Regions from separate parts of the Mus musculus genome. Here region 1 is linked to region 2. A link is a contact called in public Hi-C data. All regions are on one chromosome and are shown on one strand. The core of a region is the stretch at or near the end of the contact, and the rest is flanking DNA. Distances in the headings are between cores, read along the strand shown.

Evidence for each region. Hi-C and Micro-C count contacts between places; a contact is called where the count stands out from the background.
Region 1: a Hi-C map of cerebral cortex shows a contact between it and region 2, with 1.7 times the contacts expected there. The contact joins the enhancer-like site here to the promoter of Car12 in region 2. A contact is called at or near these places in 4 of 39 promoter capture datasets (the C10 cell line, HPC-7-derived erythroid cells, epiblast stem cells and 1 more), 1 of 15 datasets of contacts at CTCF or cohesin (CD8 T cells), 12 of 484 Hi-C or Micro-C datasets (LSK cells, bone marrow-derived DN3 thymocytes, bone marrow-derived macrophages and 9 more), 6 of 115 datasets of contacts at active chromatin or transcription factors (CD8 T cells, the SCID.adh cell line, embryonic fibroblasts and 3 more) and 4 of 9 other capture datasets (adipose tissue, embryonic stem cells, liver and 1 more).

What each region holds. Positions count from the first base shown.
Region 1 is chr9:66,745,116-66,752,429 of GRCm38.p6, forward strand. It overlaps Car12 (carbonic anhydrase 12), which reads left to right. Exons shown (of 11, transcript NM_178396.5): 3 at 1,355-1,534; 4 at 2,461-2,606; 5 at 5,815-5,910; 6 at 6,828-6,891; 7 at 7,172-7,314. Among named protein-coding and RNA genes, the nearest start is that of Car12, 35 kb to the left of the region's middle. Within about 2 kb of position 3,381, at least 13 of the 459 cell types and tissues checked have an H3K27ac peak or open chromatin away from gene starts, as enhancers often do. A contact at or near this core is called in cerebral cortex and forebrain, where this site is marked.
Region 2 is chr9:66,710,763-66,718,268 of GRCm38.p6, forward strand. It overlaps Car12 (carbonic anhydrase 12), which reads left to right and starts at 2,924. Exons shown (of 11, transcript NM_178396.5): 1 at 2,924-3,171; 2 at 6,798-6,818. The coding sequence starts at 3,087.

The DNA of each region.
Region 1 (7,314 bases), core at 2,131-4,630, 35 kb after region 2:
ATCGAGTCTACAGGGAACACAGCTTAGACAATTTCTTCCTTATACCTCCCAGGATCTCAGTTCTTTTAGGGAAATATTTGCTGGTAGCCTGAAAATCCATTGAATTTCCATGGGAGATAATCTTTTAAACACAGATTTACATTCTTTCAGGATTTTCCCCTGTGAGAATCACACAGTTTTCAGTGGTTCTCAACCTTCCCAATGCTGAGACCCTTTAGTACAGTTCCTTGTGTTATGGTGAGCCCCAACCATAACATTAGTTTCATTGCTACTTTAGAACTGTAATTTCGCTACTGTTATGAATGGTAATGTAAAAATCTATGTTTTCTGATGGTCTTAGGTGACCCCAAAAGTGCTTCATCCCATAGGTTGAGAACCACTGCTTTATCTGACCATGGAATGTTTATTTCCATTCACAGAGGAGCAACTGCTAGCCCATATTTAGCAAGGATCATGAGCCTTGATGCTTTTTAGTTTTAAGCCTGTTTCTCCTCACTGAGGACTTGTCATTTTTATTACAATAATTCGATTGTAGTATTACCAGGCTTCCTTCAAGTTAAAACCCTGCTGTGTTTGGCTCTGTGGTCCCAGGCCTATAATTACTTAATGTTTTTCAATCATCCCTTTGGGATTGCATCCTGCACTCTAGATATAGATATCATAAGTCTGTATCCAGGGTTCCCTATCGGGAATCTCACACTGTGAATCGATTAGCCCAAAGACCTACTTGAGCTATGGTCAGTCAGATACCAATTTCACCAACCTGGCATGGTTCAGAAGATTCATCAAAATTTCCCAACTAGGATAACGTCCCCTTAGTGTTCAACCTGGGGGCCTCAAGACTTAGAGTAATTCCTGGATCATAATAAGTGTTCAACAGTCTGATGGTGTATTGTTGGATGTCACTAATTTTCATGTAGGGAGGATATGCATTGTGTCAACATGGGAATAAAGTAGAGGTTGGGTGAGGGCTCTAGTTTCTGTGCTGAGTTACTCTAGTCTTTCATCCTCTACAGCACTTGAACGGCAGGTGGTATTAAGGCGTTTTCTAGGCCTGATTCTGTAAGATGCTATCTCCAGGACTTGAATAGTTTACCTCTAAGACTAGGACTGACCCTTCTTCCTCATGGCGGTTATAATGAACAAAGGTATTGAGTATTTCTTCTGACTCTTCACTACTCTTAGATAAGGTCCACACGGATGCCAGGGGGCAATGCAGACAGTTGCCTCTTATAGACTACTGCAGTTGTCTATGGAAAGATAAAGGAGAGAAGTAATAAGAAACCATTGTGTAAATAGAGATTAGAAGATAAAGAAAATTTCTTGTGGAAAACTGAGCTTGAGTCTCTCCTAGGTCCTGCTGGGGAAAAGAACTGGTCCAAGAAGTACCCATCGTGTGGAGGCCTCCTGCAGTCCCCGATAGACCTACATAGCGACATCCTTCAGTATGATGCTAGCCTCGCACCCCTCCAGTTCCAAGGTTACAATGTGTCTGTTGAAAAGCTGTTGAACCTGACCAATGATGGCCATTCAGGTAAGACAGGTCTGAGACTCCTTTGACTCCCTGGACATCTGGCTAGGAGGAGCTCCTCTGAAGCACCCAGGAGAAGGGGCTAGGAAGAGGGTGTAAGACATGCCTGACCTACTATCTACTGTAGGGGGGAGGGAGGCAGGGGAGTTGTTGGAAGCCCTGGCTCCAGTGATTCTTTGTGGGTAGCACATCTCAAAACTACATCTCTTGTGGGAGGGAGAGGGAGCAGATTGGCTAAGCTTCCAGGGTGAATTCTGGGTTATCACAAACTATTCAAGGCACCAGCAATTTGGCTAAACACACACACACACACACACACACACACACACACACACACACACACACACACACCAGGTTTAGGAAGAAGTCTTTCTAATCTAACAATCTAGCCAGGAATCATATCCTCACAAGAGTGCTCAATCGCTTACATTTTAGTTGATTCCAGATGTAATTAAATTGACAATCAAGATTAGTCATCACAGATACTAATGAGTCATCAGACTGGGTAAGAATTTTAACTACCTTGAGTTGTCATTTGGAAGAGGGACCTATTGATATACTACAGATTGGGTATATCAGAGTCTCTTGTATAGTAGTGCTTCTTAAATAGCAATTATTGCAATTCTCCAATTGGAAAAGTTCTTCACTGAAGGTTCTAGTATCAGACAGGAGCCCGATATACTGATTAGTAAAGAAACATCCATCATTGGCTTAGAGTTGGTGCTTTGCAGGGAGACCCATGAAGGTGTTGGTGCCACTACAGTTACACTAGGGAAAGAGGGCAGGTGCCACATCTGCAAGCATCATTGCTCAGGTCTGCTCCGTGGTCCTGCAGCCACCTGTGCCTGTGCAGTGGCTGCCTGCAGGCCTGCTTTCTAGCAGGGTTCATCTGGCCAGGGCCCTGAAGGTTGTTTCTCCGTTCCTCACAGTGAGACTGAATCTGAACTCAGACATGTACATCCAGGGTCTCCAGCCTCACCACTACAGAGCAGAGCAGCTGCACTTGCACTGGGGGAACCGCAATGACCCCCATGGCTCTGAACACACCGTGAGTGGGAAGCACTTTGCTGCCGAGGTGAGTGAATGGCCAGTATGGTAGAGAGGACCTGGCACTGGGTCCCCCTTCCACAGCCACTGGGATAGAGTAGCCTTCATAGTCTTTGTCTCCACTCTTCTGTCTACAGAACAGGACGGTCTCACTCCCCTGCCCTTATCCAGGTCCTTGTCCGCTCCTCTGCTGGACCACGCTGAGTTTGCCTGTTTCTTTTACTGTATGATGCTGTTGGGAAGGCTGGCCTTGCAGATGACATGGTGGGGTGCATCTAGACATCCCCTTCCCTTGTGCAGATGAAGACCTCACAGCTTGCCTGGCTGCTGCAGCTCATTGCTTAATCGTATCTGCTTCTCTTTGCTTCTCAGTCTTCACACATCACGCTTGCTTACAAATGCCTTTCCCACATCACTGGACTTAGGAACACAAGGACACGGACCCAGACCCACTCTTGCAGTTTCCCATAGATTAAGAGGTGGAGGGCATTGTGATGATTAGAGATTCTCTGAAAATGGTTTGGGATGTGGGTGCAGCACTGTGTCATGCCGCCTTGAGATTCTAACCTAAAATGCTGAAAGAGAATGAGAAGAGAGGCAGAATGTTCTTGCTGTACCACAGGCAGGTGATGGGGTGGGATGGTGAGGGGTCCTGAGTTCTTCCACCCCGAGGTGTGAGTTGGGGATGTGGCTCTGAGCGCATACAGGGAAATAAATAGGAGGAGATGAACGCTGCTGCTCAGCCGGCAGATCCCGTGGTAAGTAATGATACAACTATTCTCTCCTCCGTTCCCAACTGCTGAACTGCTTAACGTCTCAAGCTAATTATAGGTCTCTTACGAGTGTGGAGGGGCTGTGATTCTGCCCCGGTGGAATGGTGTGACTGGAGGCGCACACATTTCGGAGTAGACCCTTCCTTCCTTGGAGCTCAAGAACTGCAATTTCTTGCAAGTTAATTGCAATGTTGAGGCTTCTGCTTCTCCCTAGGAGAACAAAGTGGCAGCTACGATGTCGGCTTGGAGAGTTTGTGCATTTAAAAATATTTCCAGGGTGCCGGAGAGACGGCTCAGCAATTAAGAGAGCGTACTGCTCTTACAGACAACCCGAGCTTGATTCCCAGAATCCATGTGGGGAGCTCATAGCTGCCTGTAGCTCTAACTCCAGGGGGTCTGATGCCTTCTTCTGGCCTCCCCAGACACCACAGTCGCATGCATGCTCTCTCTGTCTCTGTCTCTGTCTCTGTCTCTGTCTCTGTCTCTCTCTCTCTCTCACACACACACACCCACGCCCACGTTTGAGACATAATCTTACTATGTAGCCCCCATTGGCCTATATATATTACTAATTGTTACATTCTCTGCTCTTAAGCTAATCATCAGACCAAGGCTGATGGTCATGGTTGCTAATACTCAAGACAAAGCATCAGGGTGGTCCTAACTGTCAGATTCTGTGTATGGAATCTCTTTGAAGTAGTGGTTAAGGGCTGGGGATTACAGAAGAGTCTTTCTGAAGCCCCTTACCAGGGAACTCCCAGTCCTGGATTAATTTTTACCTATTTTTTATTTTGTCCGAATACATTAAAAGCAGACGCAGACCATAGGGTCAAACGTCAAGCAATAAGGATCTTGGTTAATTTAGACAAATAGACATCTACTCTGTTCTCCAAACCATTCCAAGATGGTGTGAGTTGTGTGGTAGGCCATCCTTTATATGGAAAGCTAGTGAAGCCAGAGCCCCTGAGGAAGCCTTATCACAAGGTCACTTAGAAGAAATAACATGAAAGCCAGGCATGGTACTGTATTCTGTAATCCTAGCTCTCAAGAGGCCGAGGCAGGACAGTTTCAAACCCATGGCCAGCTTAAGCTAGATGGTAAGATTCTGCCCACCACCCTCAAAACGACCCTGGTTCACTTCCCAGCCCTCACCTGGCAGTTCACAACCATCTGTAGCTCCAACCAGCATCCTCTTCTGATTTCCACTGTAACCAGGCGCGCACATGGTACACAGGAAGATAGGCTTGTTGGCAAAACATCCATACACATAAAATAAAGTGAAATGGAAAACAGCAAAGGCCACATAATAACATTGAAAATAGACCTAATGCTGAATTTCCTTTAAAGAGGGAGATGATGAGTGACTGGAAGAAAAAGAAATCCAGATCAAATCTCTATAGGCAGTAATTTCCGCAACATGGAATAAAAATGCACGTTTGTATTTAGAGTTATCTACTACAAAATCTTCTGAAGGCTAGGTGATACTATCTTTAGGATTAAAAGTCAGCTTTAAACATCACCAGAATTTATAATAACAATGGTCATAATATGTGCTTAGGTTTTCTAAATCTAAGACTTCTCAAAAACTTCTCTTTATCTTAATAATTAGTTTCTGATCAATGTTCAGAATTTTATTTGGAGAAGATTTTTTTAAAAAAAGTCTTAAAATCTGACTGATAAGGCCGGGCAATGGTGGCGAATCCCTTTAATCCCAGCACTCTGGAGTCCAAGACAGGCAGATCTCTTCAAGTTGGAGGCTAGCCTGGTCTACAAAGTGAGTTCCAGGACAGTCAAAGCTACACAGGGAAACACTGTCTCAAAAAACAAGCAAGCAAACAAACCAACCTAAGCTGGTAAAAACCATGCTATGATTTTTGTCCGCCTGAGGGATGAACACCAGTGTTTTGTGTATTTCAATTATGATTAAGTTGTAGCTGGCAGCTAGTTTTCTTCCCCACCCCTACTGCTTCCAGATCAACTACAGAGATAACAAATTATAGGAGACCACTTGGCCCAGGCTCAAAAAAACAAACAAACAAACAAACAAACAAACAAAAACAAAACAAAACAAACAACAACAACCAAAAAAAAAAAAAACCCAAAAAACAAAAAAACACTGAAGGGAGAAGAGTTCCAAAGTACCCGAGCGTTTTCACAGTGATATAAAAATCCACCCACTCACCCACCCACTCATTCATGCCTACTGTTCCTCTGCTACTTTCCAGGTGCCTTATCAGACAAGAGGGGTCCAGTGAATAAGATAGGATGTGCCCTGGTTTGCAGGTAGAGAGGACTGGGGGAAAAGAGAAACCTGGTGGGGGGGATGGTAAAGGTAGGGGATCAGTTCTTTGGGGGAGAGGAGGGACAGATGCCCATCTTTCTGGTTGGTTCAAGTCTTGTGCAGAAACAAACGGTTCCTGTGAGTTGATTGTTCCCTCATGGGTACCTTCTCTCCTATTGCAGCTGCACATTGTCCATTATAACTCAGACCTGTACCCTGACTTCAGCACCGCCAGTGACAAGTCCGAAGGCCTCGCTGTCCTTGCTGTTCTTATTGAGGTATGATGTGTTTAAAGGGCTTCTTACCTCAAGTCTGTAGCAGAGAGGGTATCAGGACTAGGCATGTGTTCTGTGCACAGCAGTCTGGAGTGAGCTGCTCCTGGCTGGCCCTGCATTGCCTCCAGAGCAGGGTGTGGCCCTCATAAGGCTTCTTCTCTCTTTTCTCAGAGGAAGCTTTTCCTCTGTCTAGGTAGCTGAAGAAGATACGTCTTTTGTGACATTAAAATATGAGCCCCCGTCTCTAGCCCTGGTGCGTGGTATGGGACCACCTGGCTGGGGAGGGCCTGTGCGGTATAGGGATCTATGCTGCACCATCAGATGAATCCATCACAGATACAACACCTAGCATCCAAACTCCATTCTGGAATGAATGATTTAATCTCAGGGAAATAAGAGTTGAACCTGGCATGCCTGTAATCCCAGCAGGTCAGAGGTCCAGGCAGGACTACTGAGAGTTTGGGGTCGGCATGGGCTACATATAAACATTTTGATCTCAAAAATGTGGTGGGGTGGGAGGGGTGTTAAGAAAGGAATGACTTCTAATCGACTTGCTTTGTTTTCCCCCAAGAGGCAACATGTTTCCAGTTCCCAATATGCTTATTTATTTGGCTTGGCTTTTGTTAACTCAAAGTGCTTCGACGTTTCAGGTTAGATGGACTGGTTGTAGTCTACCAGGCTCACATCAGATTACTGGGAACACACCTAATATACCGGGACACTCAAGCCTAGCTATCATTTGATGCAAAAGGTCAAGAACACTATACTAACTTTCAACAATCTGGTGATGGGTCAGAATTTTCTTTGTAAAGCAGATCCCCAGGGAAGGCCATCCAGTCAGGCCATCTGACGACAACTGTCAACTCGGGCTGAGCAAATCTTATTTTGTCCCAGCTCAACCTGCCTGATCTCTGTTGCAGATAGGCTCCGCCAATCCATCATATGACAAGATCTTCAGCCATCTTCAACATGTTAAGTATAAAGGTGAGGGCTGCTTGGCTACTTATTCACTCACTGTTACACAGAATGTGGTCGCACTGGTGTCAGCTTAAGAATAAGAGCATAACGGGGTAGGTGCTGTCTGTGTTCACCACATTGATTCCAGCCATGTTGCTGGGCAATGTTGTGACACTGAGTCAGGTGGCCCAGAAAAAAGCACATTCTTCGCTCTGACTCTAAATGTTTAAGCTCAGTTGCTGTGCCTACCTATGCCTCTCCTAGCATGACTTAAGCTGACACCCTCACACCCAGTGTGTCTCTCCAGGCCAACAAGTGCTCATCCCAGGCTTCAACATTGAAGAACTTCTGCCCGAGAGCCCTGGCGAGTATTACCGCTATGAAGGGTCCCTGACTACACCTCCTTGCTACCCTACCGTGCTCTGGACAGTTTTCCGAAACCCTGTGCAG
Region 2 (7,506 bases), core at 1,674-4,173:
GGCCTCTCAGTCTGTTTAGTTACAACATTCTAACCAAGCACTGTTCCCTGGATCCGTTTGGTGGCTAGGTGCCACGTTTTGTGCATAGAAGCTCCACCCCAAGTCGATGAGTAGTGGGGCTGTTCTTTAGCTGGCCAACAGCCCTGTCTGAAGATGTCAAAGCTGGCCCTCACTTGTAAAGCTACAGTAAGTTTCAGAAAACAGAGAAAAGATACGCAGAGTTGGGATTGTAGACTGGTGAGGGGTGCATTGCTCAGCCTGACTGGCTGGTGAGGTCTGGTCATTCTACCCATTTAAATTTGCTGCTCCTATTTCTGATGCTTTAAAAGTATTCTTTCATCTCAGATTCACTCTAACTACTCAAGGCAATTCTTTCTGCCAGTTTCTCTCTCTTTTCTCTCTCTCTCTTTTCTCTCCTCTCTTTCTCTCTTTCTCTTTCTTTTCTTTCTTTCTTTCTTTCTTTCTTTCTTTCTTTCTCTCTTTTCTTCCTTCCTCTCTTTCTTTCTTTCTTTCTTTCTTTCTTTCTTTCTCTCTTTTTTTCTTTCTTTCTAAACAGGGTCTCAGCATATAGCTTTGGCTAACTTGGAGCTCACTATGTAGACCAGGCTAGTCCTAAATTCACAGAGGTCCACCTTCCTCTGCTTCATGAATGCTAGAATTAAAGGCATGTGCCACTACACTTGGCCCTTTCTTTTTAAAAACCTTCTTCCTCTTCCTCTTCCTCTTCCTCTTCCTCTTCCTCCTCCTCCTCCTCCTCCTCCTCCTCCTCCTCCTCCTCTTCTTCTTCTTCTTCTTCTTCTTCTTCTTCTTCTTCTTCTTCTTCTTCTTCTTCTTCTTCTTCTTCTTTCTCCTCCTCCTTCCTCCTCCTCATCCATGTGGGGCTAAGAGGCAAGCATGCTTTGGCATACATGGTGAGGTTAGAGAACAACTTGAAAGAGTCAGTTCTCTCCTTCCTTACATCCCACTGTGGAGTCTAAGGATCAACTCGGCTGACTAGGTTTTCCCAGCAAGCAGCTTCACACTCCGAGCCACCTCTTTATTATCTCCTCCCAGATTATTCTGCCCCTTTCTTGTTGACACAGGGCTTCACTTTGCAGCTCAGAGATCCCCCTGCCTCAGCTTCCCGTGTGCTGGGACTTCAGGTGTAACCCACCACACCGAGTTTCAGCTTATATTCTTGATTCCCTTCTGTTAACCATTCTTTACCAATTAGCCAGCTATCTGCTAGACATACGATGAATGTCACAAGCTTTCCCTCTGTGGCTCCTAGTTTATGATCTATTCTTACTATTTGACTAAATCCACCATATCCTTCTTTTTTCCCTGCATCTTTGGGGATCCGTTTAAAGTGAACATTTGAGAAGTTGAACTGAGTACTTTCCGACATACTGAAAAACACCTGTCGTGGGAGTGACACAGGCCGGTGGCAGGTATGATCCAGTTGGCCTTGAACTAGTCAAGGCTTCACTCTCTGGGCCCAGAATCTGCATCTCAGAACATTCAGGGGTCTCTCTGGGCCTTCTGCTCCCCAGTCCACCTCAGCCTTTAACAAGACTGCCTAAGCCACTCCAGAGCTCATTCAAGGCTATTCATCTCTGAGAAAAGGTCACCCTTAAGCTTATTGTGGTCTGGAAATGATTGTGACAAAATTGTCATTGTAACAACTTCCTTGAAGAGATTTCAAGCCCTTTATTACCCATACAATAGTTGAGCTGTTAGGGACAGAACAATAACACCCCTTGAAATGCAGGCGACACCTGCTTCCTGGTGGTTCTCGGCTGCTCAGTCTCTCCAAGTTGTAGGTGAACAAATGGCCTCTTTGGTCACCAAGGCCAACCTGAGTTGTAGGTTGAGTGCCAGAACAGATGGGGGATGGGGGAGGGCTGGGCTGGTTGACTTGGCCCAGAGAAGAGGGCATGGCGGGCCAGGTTACAAACATGGGGTTATGTACTATTCCGTATGTGTAGGCAGCAGGAGACCAGGGTTAGTAGGAGCAGGAAACTGAGCCCCACACCTGAGGTGGTAGAGAGATATGGAGGAGCCAGGGAAGCAGAGACCATCTCGGGCGGGAATAACAAACAGACGATATAGGAGGTAAGGGTGGGGAACAGCAGAGCAGGAGGCCAGGAAGATTCAGCTCCGCATGGGCGGGCTAGACACAAACGTGATCAGAACAACGGGCTCCTGTCTAGAGTGTAAGTGTGCATATTGCAAAGCAAGCGGAGATTGGAGAATAGTGGGCAGGAGTAGCAACAGGTGATAAACCAGCATTGGAAACAGCCTGGCCACTGGTCCACATAACCCCTAGCCTGGTCTCTGATGCTTGTAGACACTCGGTAATAAAGCAAGTCCTTTTCTTTCACCACTACTTCAGAGAGGGCACCTTCTCCACCTGCTGCCTACCGAAGATGGGCTGATCCTGTGAATTTGCACAAGGAGTAAGCCTTGTCTACATGCCTCCTCCTCCTAAGGGAAATGCTAATCGCCAAGAAAAGCGACTCATTTCTGTGAATCCCTTTATCTTAGTTTCCGATTCGCAGTCTCTTTGTGGTTTCGTTGAGAAGAGCTTAATCTGGATGTGATGTGTAATTCACAGCTACTTGGCTAAGACCAGGCAGAAACATTCAGACCCTGAATGAGGCTTTGGCCCAAACAGCATTCTATGCTGGGGCTTTCAAGTAAGGGCAGTGACAGACCACAGTCACATCTAGGGAAGTGAGTGCTGCACGGGTCCCTGACTTTCCATACCTCCCTGTGAGAACTGGCTCCCCCAAGTAACCTGTGGCCCAGAGGACCGCCGCAGTGGGCCACTGAGGACCACTTAAGTCAGGACCTCAACTCACCTCGGACCTGGGGCTCCTGCCCTCCGGTAGGCTGGGCTTTCTGCCCCGCCCTCCTGCCTGATGACATCATGTTTAGGGTTGAGTCGCGGCATTAAAAAGCAGCCTACAGGCAGCCACGAGTCTACACAACCAACGTGCACGTCTTGGTCCCAGGCTAAGTGCACACTGTGCTGGTGCGCCGCTGCCAGCTCCGAGCGCCCCACAGCTCCGAGTGAGTGGCAGCTTTGAGTCGCCAGGACAAAGATGCCTCACCGCAGCCTGCGCGCGACTGTCGTCCTCCTGTTGGTGATCCTTAAGAAGCAGCCTTCCAGCTCAGCCCCACTCAACGGTAAAGTTTCTGCTTACTTAAAAAAAAAAAAAAAAAAAAAAAAAAAAAAAAAAAGAGTCCTGTGCACTGAGCCATGCCTGGGCAGAGAGAGGATTTCTGCCAGGCTCTTGCAAGATAAAGTAAAATCACTACTGAGCGAGTAAGGAAGTTGCTGTGTGCCTAGCACATTTTCAAGAAAGGATGCTAGCTTTGGGATCGTTTGGGATGCACTGTTAGCTGAGGTTAGTTGGAGGCACTTTTTTTTAACGGTGCTTGGTGCACAGTTGTAGTTACTCATTTGCCTCTTTTCTGAGCACACTACCTCTGGAGATGGGGCTTGGAAACTTGCTAGCCAGGATCCCGGAACCACGTGCAGAGCGCTGAGAAAGGACTGTCTTCCTGTGTGCTGTGATCCGCAAGAAGGGGTGTCTGGCTGATCGTCAGAACCCTCAGAGAGGCAGTTAACCAGTAGGTTTCACACTCCGTGTCCAGGGGATAATGTAGCCCACCGTTAGTCATTGTCTTTCCCCTCGAGATCTCTGCTACACTGAACCTACATGTGTGCGCACATGCCTTATTTCTAACTGTAATAAGGGGCTGAAACCCGAAGGGCAAGTATGCTGAACAGGGTGTCAGGTTGAGGTGGGAAGAGGAGCCTGAATTGTGGGCTCATGTCCAAAGCCTGGATAATTAACTCCTTTGGAATAAGAAAAGGAAAAGCAAGCTTTAGCCTGCCTCTCCCTCAGGCTACTACTAACCTTAGGGAGAAGGTGGGGACTGGGTCCTGCTTGTTTGTGTCAATGGGTCCCCACACTGTGGTGATACTTGTTCTTGGGTTGCAATAGAAGGGACCAAGAGTGACCCCAGTGGCTGAACAATGATTCCCCTGGCCAGGCAGCGGGGAGAGAGCCCAGCTCCTGCCCAGCAGTATCAGAGCTCTGCTCTCCTTCCCCCCTTGGAGGACCACACTCTGCCGGTGGGCAACAAGCCACTACCCCTTTACTGAACCTTCATCGACTGGCTGGCAGGATCTGCCTACTATCACCTTTCCCACGCAGTCAGGAAGAAGCAGAATGTGGGAGAAGTCCCACAAAAGTGGCGATCAATTTTGAAAACTGTTAACTTTGGGTTGCTACTAACTCTAAAGGAATCTATAGAGACTGAAGTTCACCAGAAGTCGTTTTAGCACCAAGCACCTCACACAAAGGAGAGAAGGACTCTATTGATCTTTTTTTTTTTTGAAAGTTTGGGGCTCTCCATTCTCCTCTTTGTTGCCCCCCCTTCATGTCCTCCTTATTCTCTAAACTGCATTAGAGGGAGTTTGCAGTAAAGCTCCACTTTCCCCTCACACTGAGCAGTCTTAGCTACCGCTAAGTTCTAAGCTTTTACACTGCTATTTATTGGGCAGGTTTCTTGACTGCCTCAGGAGATGAAGTCAAACACTCACTGAGGTGGACTGGAGACCAGTTAATACAAGGTTGGGGCTGGAGGGTTAGCTGAGTAAGGGGGTCAAAGTGTGCTTTCCTGATACTTGGGGGTTGAAATTTGTTAAAGCTGACGCTAAGAAGAGCCTAAGAAGAGCCCTCAGTCCAGGGGTGAGAGGAGCACAAGGTGAAGTTGAAGGTTTTCTGAAGACAGCATGGTGTTCTTTGTTGCTATGGCTGAGGGCTGGTTCAGTGAACTCCGTTGAGCCTGCTCTGCCTGAAGTGAAGGTGGAGAGCCAGGCAAGACCACACTGCCTGGCTGCATTGTCATCAGCTCCTGGAAGCTGCTAGCACCCAAGGCAGGGAGCAGGCAGAGCAGGACCCCTGGCCTGACTTTACCAAATGCCCTTTCCTCAGGGCATCTCCCTGCCCAGTGCCAACCGGGTTTGCAGGTTCCAACAGGCACTGCTGAGCTGCCCAAATTCAACTTTTTTTTTTTTTTTTTGGAAAGGTAATGGTTCTATTCTAGGAAGAGCTTGACTCCCACCCCCTTAGGAAGCTCCTGAAATTTATGGGAACATGGTACATGAGTGATAGCCATGCTGAGACTCGTAGTAGGCACATGGTCTATCTATGACAGGTCACTTTACATCACCTGTGAAAACTACACTCTTCTCTTCCAAGGTAGGATGTTGGTAAATAGTGCCTGAGTCTACAAAACCCAAATGGGGACAATATTAATATATTTTCAAAGTTATGGAGAAAATACTTAAAGAGTCATTTAAAAAACCCCAAAGCATCCTGGGAAGTAAGTAAATGGTAAGTGACTGGGGTGGGGGTGATATTTGTTAAGAAGCTTTGCAGAACCATCTGGCTCTAAACTTGTTCAGTGTCTCATATGATCAAAACTATCAATATGAAAATTAAAAACAGAATTAACACAGAGGCAAAGAAATGGAAGAAGGCAGTAATAGCAACAATGGAGAAGAAAAAGGTGATACCAACATTAAAAAGAAAGAAGTGAAAAGCAACGTTTTTAGAAACCAGCATTGGCTTGAGTAGGACTTTCCTGCTCATGGCCAGTGGCCAGATCCTTGACACTACAGTTTATTGAGAAACAAAGGGGAGCCAGGTCCTTATTCTTCCAGCTATTTCTCCCAGCCAGAGGCTCTCGGAAGATGACAGACAAAGGGTGCTCAGGAGTTTCCCAGTGTACAGGGAGACACATCTCAGCTTGGGGGCTCAGTGTTCTTCCTGAGGGAGGGAGAAGGTGGGCAGCCTGGGAGATAAGAGCAGAGTCCTGCAACAACTGCTTAAAAATATCACTCGATGTGGGAGCGAGGGACCTGTGTGCTGTGACGGGTGTGGAGTGGGAGGTGGTGGGTGGCTTGGGTTATATTCCTGGCAGGATGTCTCCTCCACATTCCTGCCAGGGCTGGCATTGAAACTCAGATGAGAATGGCAGCTCCCTTGGGGGAAAACATCTTCCATTTCTGCTCTCTGGGTACTGATGTGAAAAGTTCTCCAGGATACAGTGTTGAATGAAAAAAAGCAAGATGCTAAATAGTGTTTCCAGCAGGGGAGACAATAGAATGCACGAGTGTCTGGTCCATTGTGAGGGGCCCACTATCACTCATACACAAGGTGTCTACTGGAAGAGGGAAGAGGGAAGAGAGAGAGTGGAGAGAGAGAGAGAGAAGAGAGAGAGAAGAAGAAGGAGGAGAAGGAGGAGGAGAAGGAGAAGGAGAAGGAGAAGGAGAAGAAGAAGAAGAAGAAGAAGAAGAAGAAGAAGAAGAAGAAGAGGAGGAGGAGGAGGAGGAGGAGGAGGAGGAGGAGGAGGAGGAGGAAGGGAGGGGAGGGGGAGGGGAGGGAGAGAGAGAGAGAGAGTGAGAGAGCGCTCCCACTGAACCAACACATTGATTACTTTGGAGTTTCAAGTCACTTGGAATTCCCTGTCCAGTTAGTAATGTTTGACTTTTCTAACCTGTCTGGGGATAGCATCTATTCCAGAAGCCCCTGTAAGTCCACATCCACCCCTGTAAACTCCCCATCCTGAGCTCAGCTCGGTGGAGACATGATTCTGGCTCTAAGTCAAGTGTTCTTATTTGGCGGCATTGACTTCCTTTTCAGCCTCCGCCATTTGAAAACTAGATGTGGGGTTTCTTCTTCACTTCCGTTAGCTCCATTGTGTTGTACTTATCTGTTTCCCTCTGTTCTTTACAGGATCCAAGTGGACCTATGTTGGTAAGTAGAGATTCTAAATATTTATATATATGTGCCTGCGTGTGTGCGTTTGTGTATAGCACAATGGAGGATGCGTACACGGATTCTGTGCCATCTGGGCCCCTGTGGGCTTCATTTCCTCATCTGCAACCTGAGGATGGAGTTGTGTAGATCAGTGCTCCTCAGACTGTGTCTTGGCATCATCTATCTACATTAGAATCTTCTAGAATGCTTTCTGAAAATGCAGGCTTCTGGGTTCAGCCTGAATGTAAGGAGAGACCTGAGAGACATGTATTTTTAAAAACATTCCCCAAGGTGTAGATTTATTTATTTATGTACTTTTGCTGTGCTGAGGATCTAGTACAAGGTCTCTCTCTCTCTCTCTCTCTCTCTCTCTCTCTCTCTCTCATTCTCTCTCTCCCTCTCTTAGGAGATGAATGTCTTAATAAGAAAACTAGAAGCTTGATGGAGGTTATTTGGGGTGTGGTGGTGGTTGGGAAAAGTTGGGCTGTTGTTGGAAGAGGCATTGATAGAGCATGGCTCCTCGTGGGAGTTACATTCTGAATTTTAACCCAAGTAGAAAACCTGCACTAGGCACTTGAACTGTGAGACTCAGAATTAAGACTTCCAAATTCCAGTAAGGATTTCTCCCAGACCTCCAGCTGCAGGGACCCTGGCAGGAGGGAACCCTTCCTCCTCACAGGATGTG